Linked DNA regions of Mus musculus: region 1 is linked to region 2. A link is a contact called in public Hi-C data. All regions are on one chromosome and are shown on one strand. Each heading gives the region's core, a stretch centred on a gene start, on an enhancer-like site or on the middle of the called end of the contact. The rest is flanking DNA. Distances are from core to core; before and after follow the strand shown.

The links. A called contact is a pair of places that touch in the nucleus more often than the background predicts.
Region 1: a Hi-C map of cerebellum shows a contact between it and region 2, with 2.6 times the contacts expected there. The contact joins two enhancer-like sites. A contact is called at or near these places in 2 of 484 Hi-C or Micro-C datasets (cerebellum and cerebral cortex) and 1 of 115 datasets of contacts at active chromatin or transcription factors (embryonic stem cells).

The regions. Positions count from the first base shown.
Region 1 is chrX:158,917,863-158,922,757 of GRCm38.p6, reverse strand. No RefSeq gene overlaps it. Among named protein-coding and RNA genes, the nearest start is that of Rps6ka3, 340 kb to the left of the region's middle. Within about 2 kb of position 2,322, at least 9 of the 459 cell types and tissues checked have an H3K27ac peak or open chromatin away from gene starts, as enhancers often do. A contact at or near this core is called in cerebellum, where this site is marked.
Region 2 is chrX:158,651,161-158,656,050 of GRCm38.p6, reverse strand. No RefSeq gene overlaps it. Among named protein-coding and RNA genes, the nearest start is that of Rps6ka3, 600 kb to the left of the region's middle. Within about 2 kb of position 3,625, at least 10 of the 459 cell types and tissues checked have an H3K27ac peak or open chromatin away from gene starts, as enhancers often do. A contact at or near this core is called in cerebellum, where this site is marked.

The DNA.
Region 1 (4,895 bases), core at 1,073-3,572, 270 kb before region 2:
GCCAGCTTGGGCTATATAGTGAATTTCAGGCCAACCTAAATTATACCAGGAGACCCTGTCCCTCCAGGTAACTTTATTTGCTCTGGAATTCTTTTTATCGTCCCAAGTTGAGGGGACTGCATGCTGTTTTGGTAGGAGTTTAATATAAATAGCCAAAGTTTTTTTTACACTGTTATCCTTTGAGAGTTGTTTTATTTTCACATTTCTATAAATATGTTCAGCAACAAGGTTTTTGGAGAGCTCCCCAAGAATTTCGCTTGTGAAAGTCTCCATGAGAATTAAAAACAAGTCCCTGTGGGTTCTCCATAACCGCTAACTTTAAGACTAAAAAGTTACATTAATGAGTTCTCTATAAATCTTCTCTCCGTCGATAAAAAATTCTTTTTGGTATGGTAATTTTGTTTACTTCTCTCAAGAGTCAGTCATAATCAAACTTGACCAGCAGGGGGCGAGCGTTCACAGAAAATGCAAGTAGTCCCTGCTCTGGCTGATTTGCCGGATGGAAGAAACAGGTTTTATTCTGAGGTATTTTCAGTTCAAATTCAAGTTCTAGAACTTTGATTTATTATTAGCTTCTCTTACTTGGGGAGAAGGGAGGAGAGAAAAACAGGTCTGTCTGCTACCCGTGTGTTCTACCCCCAACTTTAGGGAAGGGCTCAGAAACCGCAAGTTTTCAGTAGAGTCAAACAGGCTGGATCGTGCATGAATCTGAGAACACAGGCTCCAGTTTTCCTAAAATGACAAATCGCCTCCCGTTACTCAAGAAATCACAAAAGATTCACACCCACCCTTTCTTCCCCCGAGCTTTGTCCTTCTGCGAGTGATTTGCAGTCCCAGACAAGTATTATATAATGATGAGGCAGAGAAGCCTGAAGCTTAGTCTTACTGCTTCTTTCGCAGAAAAGACATTTAAAAAGAAAAAAAGAAAAACGATTATAACACCATCTTAAATGTTTCCGAGACAAACGTTTCTGCCAAGTGTTGGAAGAGTGGGGCATTAGTGTATTAGTTGTGTCCATTTGCCATGGTCCAAGGGAGCAGTTTGAAGGGAAAGATGGAAAGATACAACTTGCGGGTGAGTGGGAAAGGGCCTGCAGTTCCAGGACATCTGGCTCTGATCCCGGCTGATTTAGCTGGCTGAGTATTCTTGAATTCCTTCCCTTCCTGGTCTTCAGTTTTACAAGCTGCAAATGATGACACAATGCCTTCCAATCTAACATGTTACCCTTCTCTCTAGAATAAATGTAGATGACATTGTTTATTTGACTTCTTTCCAAGAACACAGCAACATTCGACAACCAAGACAACATTGTTCAGGATATTATGGTATTTCAAAAATCCCCAAAGTACTTTGTATTTCACATTTCTGCAAACAGTGTCACTATTTATCAACAATTTCCTTAGTGTTTTTATAGCAATTATTGTCTGAGTAATTCTCTCTGGGGAATCCTAGTTAGGTACTGTGTGGTATGGAAAAGCCTTCAATTTTTTTTTTCTTTTTTTTCTTTTTGCTTCTTTTCTTTCTTTTCTTTTTGGGGGATGGTGGTGGGGAGACAGGGTTTTGCTGAGTAGCTCAGGGTGGTCTTCATGCCTCTACCTCTTGAATGATGTGATTATAGGTCTGTGCTACTCTGTCCCCAGCAGAGCTTTTGATCCCTACGATGCAAGCATCTTTGGGGATTACAGTGAGACTTCAGTGACTTGATGTTAAGCACACAGTAAGCTGGGATATAGGAGCTCTTCAGTACTATTAGTGCTGTTAGTGTTTGTCAGCACTGCTAAAAGATCCAATGCACACAGTTGATTAAAAGGGGTTCATTTTTTTTTAAACCTCAAAGACCAATACAATATTTAGCTCTTTTGTTCACATATTTACTAACTGAGGAACTTCAGAATTTCAAAAAATCTGCAGGGGGATTTTTTTCCCCCCAGAGACACTATCCTGTCTTGGAAAAATCATCTTATTAAGGTGAAATTCTGTGGTTGTTGGCATAGCTTTGCAGCCTACAGGGGCAGTGTGAGGAAGCTTTCATTGTCCAGGCCAGAGAAAACAAAACATGACTGAAAAATGATCAAAATAACAACAGCAGCAGAAATGTAGGCTTAGGTTTAGATCACAGATCTGCCTTTTATTTGCTGTGTGACCTTGGAAATATTGCCCCTTCTATTATTTCTTATGTCTCTTTTAGTGCGTGTTGCTCAGCTGAAGGGAGAAAAGAGAGACTTACTGACAAAAACCAGTGAGAGGCAACACCAATACCACGCAGCTCTGCTAAACTTAGCCCACAGGGTGAAGCAGCCTGATTGAGCATGTGTGTCCCAGGGATGGGGCTTTCTGTTTTTAGCCCTCTGACCATATGCATATGCAAATGCAAAGAAAGCCCTGGTGCCCTGCTCACTGCCTCCAGTACTCAGTTTAAATTGCTGCAGGATGCTTTCTTTAAACACCTGTGACTCTGCCTGACTCCTTCTCTGTCGGAGGGATATGGCTAGCTCATAATCAGAGCAAATTCAGTGTGTGACATTTAATGTTTCTCTTGCCACAACAAAACAGCTTTCAACTGATGCAGGTTCCAGTGTGGGTGAAGAAAAAAAAATTCTCTCTCTCTCTCTTTATTTTTTATTTCTTATTATTTTTTTTGTTTGGGGTTTGGTTTGCCAGTTGGGTAGATTCTGAGTTGTATATCAGGCCTGCCTGGAAAAATGTGACCCCTAGCAGTCATGCAGATTGGATCCATTCTAATGCCCCAGTGTTCTAACAGTTGTCAGAAACATTTGCCTCAGAAACATTTAAGACAGAAAATCATCTTGCTCTCCTCTTCTCATCCCTACTGGTATGGCCGGGGGAATCAGAATTCTGATCATTGTTTGTGTGCCTTCTGGGGTACCCTGCCTAGGGTTCTGTTTCAAAATCAATATGTGATTTTTCTGCACATAGAACATGGGCTATGATGCCATGAAGATCTAGGTCTGAACCTGGGAATCACCAGTTTTCTGCTTTCTAGTTTGGGTCAAATTCTTGAACATATCTAAGACTCAATCTGCATACTCACCAATGAAGCATGAACTGAAATCTAGTCGGCCTGATGGAATAACTGAATTCAGTGAAGTGCCTGCCACATTATCAGCTTAGAGGAACTTCAGCTCTTAAATAAATATTCCCAATCACTCATTTTTTTTTTTGTCTTTTCTACTACCCTCCTAAATGTTTATAGCAGGGTTCTTCTGTGTGCCCTACAGATGTCTCCTGGGGCATCTGTAAGACTCAGAAGAGAACAAGGATTGTCAATAGCCTTCTCATTCCTGTAGCAGCATGTCATTTTCTTCAGCAACTTTAAACTTCACTTAAAAAAAATATGCTGCATATGCAAGGAGAGATGGGAGACAGAGAAAAGAAAAGCCTGCAAAAGTCATCTGTCCCAATTGGACTCTGAACATGATAGGTGTGCAAGTGGGAGCTCGCACAGTGAACAAAGCCAGCATCCAAGTTCCTATTTTTAGAAGCCACAGAAGAGGGGAATATGTACAGCATTTATGTAACACATTTCCAAGTAGCTCCGAAAGGAAGTTTTATATTTAATGGAGTTGTTAACAATTGGGATTAAAAGCTTAAAATAGAAGTAAGAACATGTACCCAAATTGGGGGCATCCTATTGGGTCTGCTGTAGAATATTAAGGTTGGAGAAGCTGTATGCAGAGCTAGGTAATGGGCACAGAAGTGAGCAGAGCCCCGTGTTAAATCTGTCTTTGATTTTGCCCTGTGATTCTTACTGGCTTTCTCTGCCCCATTTATGGGACCACTTCTGTCTCTCCTTTGCAACACCATTCTTTTTTCACCCAGCTGCTTATCTCCTTTTCTTTTTCCCTTAGTAAAATAATGTTTTAACTCCAGTTTTTGCATACATTGCTTCTCTTTCTGCCTTTCAGCTTAACTGTTCTCACATATGAGCTATGCCTTTGTTTAACTCTTTTCTGCTACTGCAAACCTCAGGGAACCTTTACTCAACTGGAAAAGGAAAGAAGGACCACATCCCGGAGGGATTTGGATACCCTGGGATGTGGACCTCCTAGTTTTTGCAGTCTAGAGAAACTGAAGCCATTGAAAGTCTTCCAGCAGAGTGTTTCTTAGGAAGGGTAAGTGACCACTTTGGACAGAAAGAAACTGGCACCCACGTGGTTGTGATTGCTCAGGATCAAGGAAAGCTCTGCAGGTTTAGGACTGTAAAAGAGTACTAATCAGTGATTAATAATAGTAACCAACAACTTAAACTTATTATGAGTCAGGCAACATGGCAGCTACTTAAACCACCAATCCAGTTGACTAGGTATCAATTTATGCTTCATTTCTTTTTAAACTTAGCTTGAAAAGTAACAGGTTTCCCTGTGGGAATTACATGCATAGTCTTTGAGTTGATTCCTCTGACATGTGTCCCTTTTCCTGCCCTATCCTTTTATACCCAGTATTTTTGCTTCCACTTTAGTCACACATGTTCTGTTATTTTCCTCATCTTCTCCATTAAAGTATCTTTTTTTCCCTTCCATCTCAAGGGCCCTTTCCTAGTTTTATACTTACTTATATCTAGTATCTTTAACAATTAGAAGCTAGGGGCTGTGTGTGTGTGTGTGTGTGTGTGAGAGAGAGAGAGAGAGAGAGAGAGAGAGACAGAGACAGAGAGAGACAGAGAGAGACAGAGAGAGACAGAGAGAGACAGAGACAGAGAGAATGAGAGACAGGGCAGTCTTTTTTGTTCTATGCTATTTGCCACGTTCATAAATGTATAATATAATAATTATGATCATACTCACCCACACCCTCTCTTGTATCCTTCTTCTACCCTCACAAAACTGCTCCTCTTTCCACCAAATCCCTAACCCATTTTCAAGATTTTTACTTT
Region 2 (4,890 bases), core at 2,376-4,875:
AGGGGCTACGGCTATGAAATAGCAGATCTAATTCAGTGGCACCACTAATTGGGAGTCAGTTTGTTGAATGGCAAGTCATTTAACCTCTGTGTTCCATACACTAAATGGGAACGGCAGGGATAGCAGTTTCTTAGGTAAATGTGTGGATCTTATACAGAGAATGAAGAATCAGAAGTGACAGCTAATGATTCATGATTTTCATCATTGAATCCTTTGGTTTTTAGTATGAAGTGGAGTGTTGTGGTATTATATGCAAATATTCAATACCTTGTAATTGAATTACTTGAAGGATTTAAACTTTTGCTATATGGTGTGGTTGTACTCAACCCTGTTTGGACCCTGTCTTTAAGCTGTTCACCAGGATCTATTTTTAATCATTGCTTTATATTGAATGTCTTTAAGTCTTGTTACAAAGACTGAAAAACAGCCCCATATACTAATACTACATGCATTAGCATAACTATCTACATGACAGTGAATGTATGTGATATAGCACAGGGCCACAGTCACTATGATTGTTTACATATAATACAAATGATACCATATCATGCCTGCCGTGATGTGATGAATGAGAAATATATCCCATAGGCTCAGGTATTTAAACATTTGATTCCTACTTGGTGGTACTATTTAGAGACTTTTAGGTGGTTCAGATTTGGTGTGGTGCATTATTAGGAGTAGGCTGTAACTCCCAGTAATTTTCCTAAGTATATTTTTAATGATGGGTTTTAAACATTTAATCTCTCTTTTAGCCCATAATCCATCAGAGATAGTGGAAAAGAAAAGATATGGAGAAAGTAAACTTATTTAGAAAGGTTTGTCTGTAGTAACTCCCATCCATGTTGTCCAGAAATCCACAGTTTAGTCACAGGTTAGTAGCAGCAGCTTGATCCATCTACAAACATTTAGTAAACAAGAACTATCTAGCAGAGACAACTTGGCCTCAGTTTTAGCGTGAATCAGCAGGAGAGAGCAGTAGGAACATCAGAAGTTTTTTGCTATGGCTCTCCCAGTGAAGCAAAGACCAGTGAAGAGCAAGACCAACAAGCATTGTATAGTTAGCTCTATAAAGGAAGCCTAGCTCTGCCTCCATCATTGTCTGTAGAGTCATTTTTTATAGTTTCTCCAAACGTCATGTGTCCTCCATGAGTCTTGTCTCTGTACATATGTCTGTCTCAGCTGACATCACTCTGTCAATCAGTCCAAGTCCACAGAAGCAGCAAGAAATTGTAGTATGCCATCAGGTTTTTGGTGTTTTTCTCTCTATGGAGTCCTGACAAATGTAGTTCAATTATGCAATTCAAAGTGGACCAATATCAGTATGTCATTAGCAAAGATTCTTTTATCATGTTTGTTTTAATGTAACATCTTTTCTTTTGTGTCTGTTTTAGCTAAAAGTTCTTTTATGAGTCTTAGTCTTTTACCTATGTCCACTCTAGTTAACCTCTTTTTATGTGTTTGTCCCAGTAAAACAGCATCTAACTGACTTTATAAAAAGATCTTTAAGGTTTTATTTCAGTAGCCTTTGGGATTATCTAGCTTCTCTGAAGTATTAGTTTGCTCTCTCTCTCTCTCTCTCTCTCTCTCTCTCTCTCTCTCTCTCTCTCTGTGTGTGTGTGTGTGTGTGTGTTTCATGATTATGTCTGAAGAGGTGAGCTCTCAGCTTCCTACTTCTGTCACCATGCCTGTCACTTTCTGTCATGCCTCCCCACCATGGTGGATTTTTATCCTTCTGAAACAGTAATCAAAGTCAATTCTTCCACAATTTGATTTTGGTCAGGGTGTTTTATTAAAGCAACAGAAAATTAACTAAGATGGGTCTATGCAGCATGTTGTTTCTAACTTGTGAGTGTAGAGTATTGAAAATGAGTTCTCTTTGCTTTTTTAGTCCAAGACTCTGCCTTGGATGTATCATCATCTCTGGACATGATCTTATATGGATTATATTTTCTTAGTTGCTAGCTGTATGCTGATTGACCCACTAAATAGAAAGATCAAAGAGATGAGCTTTAAAAGGTGCTGTAGTTATTAGACATTCTTTGTCAGCTGTACTGCCTTGGACCCTGCTGTAGTTAACAGAGAGAGAAAACAACAGCTCTTGCTTTGATATGGTCAATGTGTGACAGCAAAATGTTTATCTTAGTTATATTCCCAAAGAAATATGTTGAGATTAGCTTATCAATATGGGAGGCTATTGTACAACAAAAGTTTCCCTGAACAGGAGCTACATACACATCTTCTCATGTCAGATAGGGAACCCATGACAGACCAAAGTACAGATAGAACCAACGTTGGTGAACCCATGAGTTTCATTGGTGTTACTTACAGGAATTTTGGTGATAGATTACTTATAGGAGCAAACATGTCCTCAGAGACAGCAACACTACCAAAATTCCACCTCAGCATGGGTGACAACTCACAAAGCTGAGAACCTGGAGAACATTGCAAAGTCCACAGGGACCTCAACAGATTGGAGAGTGTCTTTTCCAAGAGATTCTGGTCTTAAACCATTTTTAGGTAGCTCAGCTTATCTTTCCTTCTTCCAGGCAGGTGGCTTGGTTTGGGAATCTTCTTTGTAACCATTGTCCTCTAAGAGACTTCTTTGTAGCTTGGCTTGTTTAGGAGTCTTCTTTTCAGGTTGGTTGTGAGTGACTCTCAGCAGCTTTATTTATTGCTTAATCTGGGATGGAGAAGTCTGGTAAATCTGGTCAGTTTCAGGGACTTCCTCAAGCATTTTTTGGAGTTATCTCCTTATTTAAAGAGCTCCTCTATAGGATGGAATATTTCAATCTTGGAGGAAACTCATACAACCAGGGTCACAGAAACATTGCTGCAAGCAGGGATGGGGGTGGAGCACAAAAGAGACAGTCAATATAAGGTACTCTTTAAAAGTCAGTTAAATTCCTCATTTATAATTATGTTCTGCTATGTGCCCACCCACAAAATAGATATCACTTGACATTGATTCATGATAACTCTTGGAGTTACAAATTTAAAGAAGCTGTTATTTAAGGCCTAAAGTTGGTTTGGTAGCCCCAGGCCATGCCTGTGGCAAAGACATATGTATATGCCATTGGCAGTTTGACTTGTATGGATTAACATGGTAAGGGAATCAAAGAGTAAGGGAGTGGAGCACTGGCAGTATCTGTCATGTAAGTGGAGATCTTCCCACTGGCATTTCTAAATCATCAACACACTGTATAGAATGTGACTATGGCAGGAAATCTATGAAGCCAGTTTATGTTTCTCTCCTCTGTAGGCTGTGCCATTTTCCTTTATTCTACTTTCCTTTCATCCCTTTATTTCATTCTTGATTCAGTGTTCCCTCTTCTTTCCCACCTCTTTCTGACATATCTGGACTGTGCACAATTCCTTTCCCCCTTTGCTTTTTCTCAAATGGAGCCCCTCGCCTTCTGAGTCTCCTCTCAGAACAAACACTATTATGATGGATGATAACATGATTAGTATTGCAGTGATGATAACATTTGTTGACTTAATGCTCCACTGGTCACTGCTCCTGGCTGTCACAAAGACAGCTGAGGAGCCACTAAGTCAGGATAATGAGTAATCAAAACTGAAGGGCTCTTTTCAGCCTGGCTTCCCTCTGCCTAGGCGATGGTTGGCCCCGCGTGGCTCTGCTCTGGATCCGTGCCACTCTGCCTCATCTAGTTGGCACTGCCTGGAGGTACACAGCCTTTTGTGTCAGATGAAACTGATGATTATTCCTAGCTAGAAGTATGAGATTCCTGAGTGATTAGGACACTGAGGTCCAAGTTCATATATAATGCTTCTTTATCTAGGCTTCTTGATCCTCATTTTACTTTTAAGTCCATGACTCCTGTTAAGATGCCCTTGAATTTAATTTTCGCCCTTGAATTGGGGCCTCATTAGCAGAAGTAGGTCAGTAGACACAGGCTTTTCATGGTTTCACCAACCATTGTTTTGGGGAGTACTTTCTCTACTTCCTGGTCTGCATCTATGTGAAGCCATTAGCATCTTGTCATATCAGTTTGCTCAAGAACTCTGACCCTGCTTAGAATTTTCCTTTGTGTTGCTACCTTATGAATGTAGGAAAAGCCCAACAGGACCAGTCCTCACATAAGTGAAGATACTATAATGTGATCTCAGAGGTACTAGAGCATCACACATATAGTGATCATTTTCCAATGCCTGAAAATTTCTTAATAAGAAAAAAATTCCATTCATGTCATAATAAATGGATAAAGATAGAAAGAGAAAGTGTTTTCCTTGAATCTTAGTAGAGATGAAGATTTTGAAGTGTTTGGATTGATGAGGAGTCTTAAAGTTGGACTGAGTAGATTTTGCATTATAAGGTGGCCACAGCCTTTGAGGGATAGGGTTGGAATGCTGATTTCAACCTGAAATAGCCTCCAGAGCAGTGGTTTTCAACATGTGGATTGCAATCCCCTTGAGGGCTGCATAACAGATATCCTACATATCAGATATTTACATACATAACAGTGACATACTGTATTGTGTGAAGTACAATGTACTTCATAACTCAACAGAAATAATTTTATGTTCAGGGTCACTATAACAGGAGGAACTGTATTCAAAGGTTGAAGCATTAGGAAGGTTGAGAATCATTGCTCTGCATGGTTATGCTTCGGGTGCTTGATCCTCAGCTTAAGCTGCTGTTCTGAAAAGCCTTTAGGAATTGGGGCCTCATTAGCAGAAGTAGGTCAGTAGACACAGGCTTTTCATGGTTTCACCAACCATTGTTTTGGGGAGTACTTTCTCTACTTCCTGGTCTGCATCTATGTGAAGCCATTAGCATCTGCTCCCACTACCACAGCGTCACTCTGCTTTCCCTGCCATGATGAACTGTGTACTTCTAAAATCGTGAGCTAGAATAAATCTTTCCTTCCA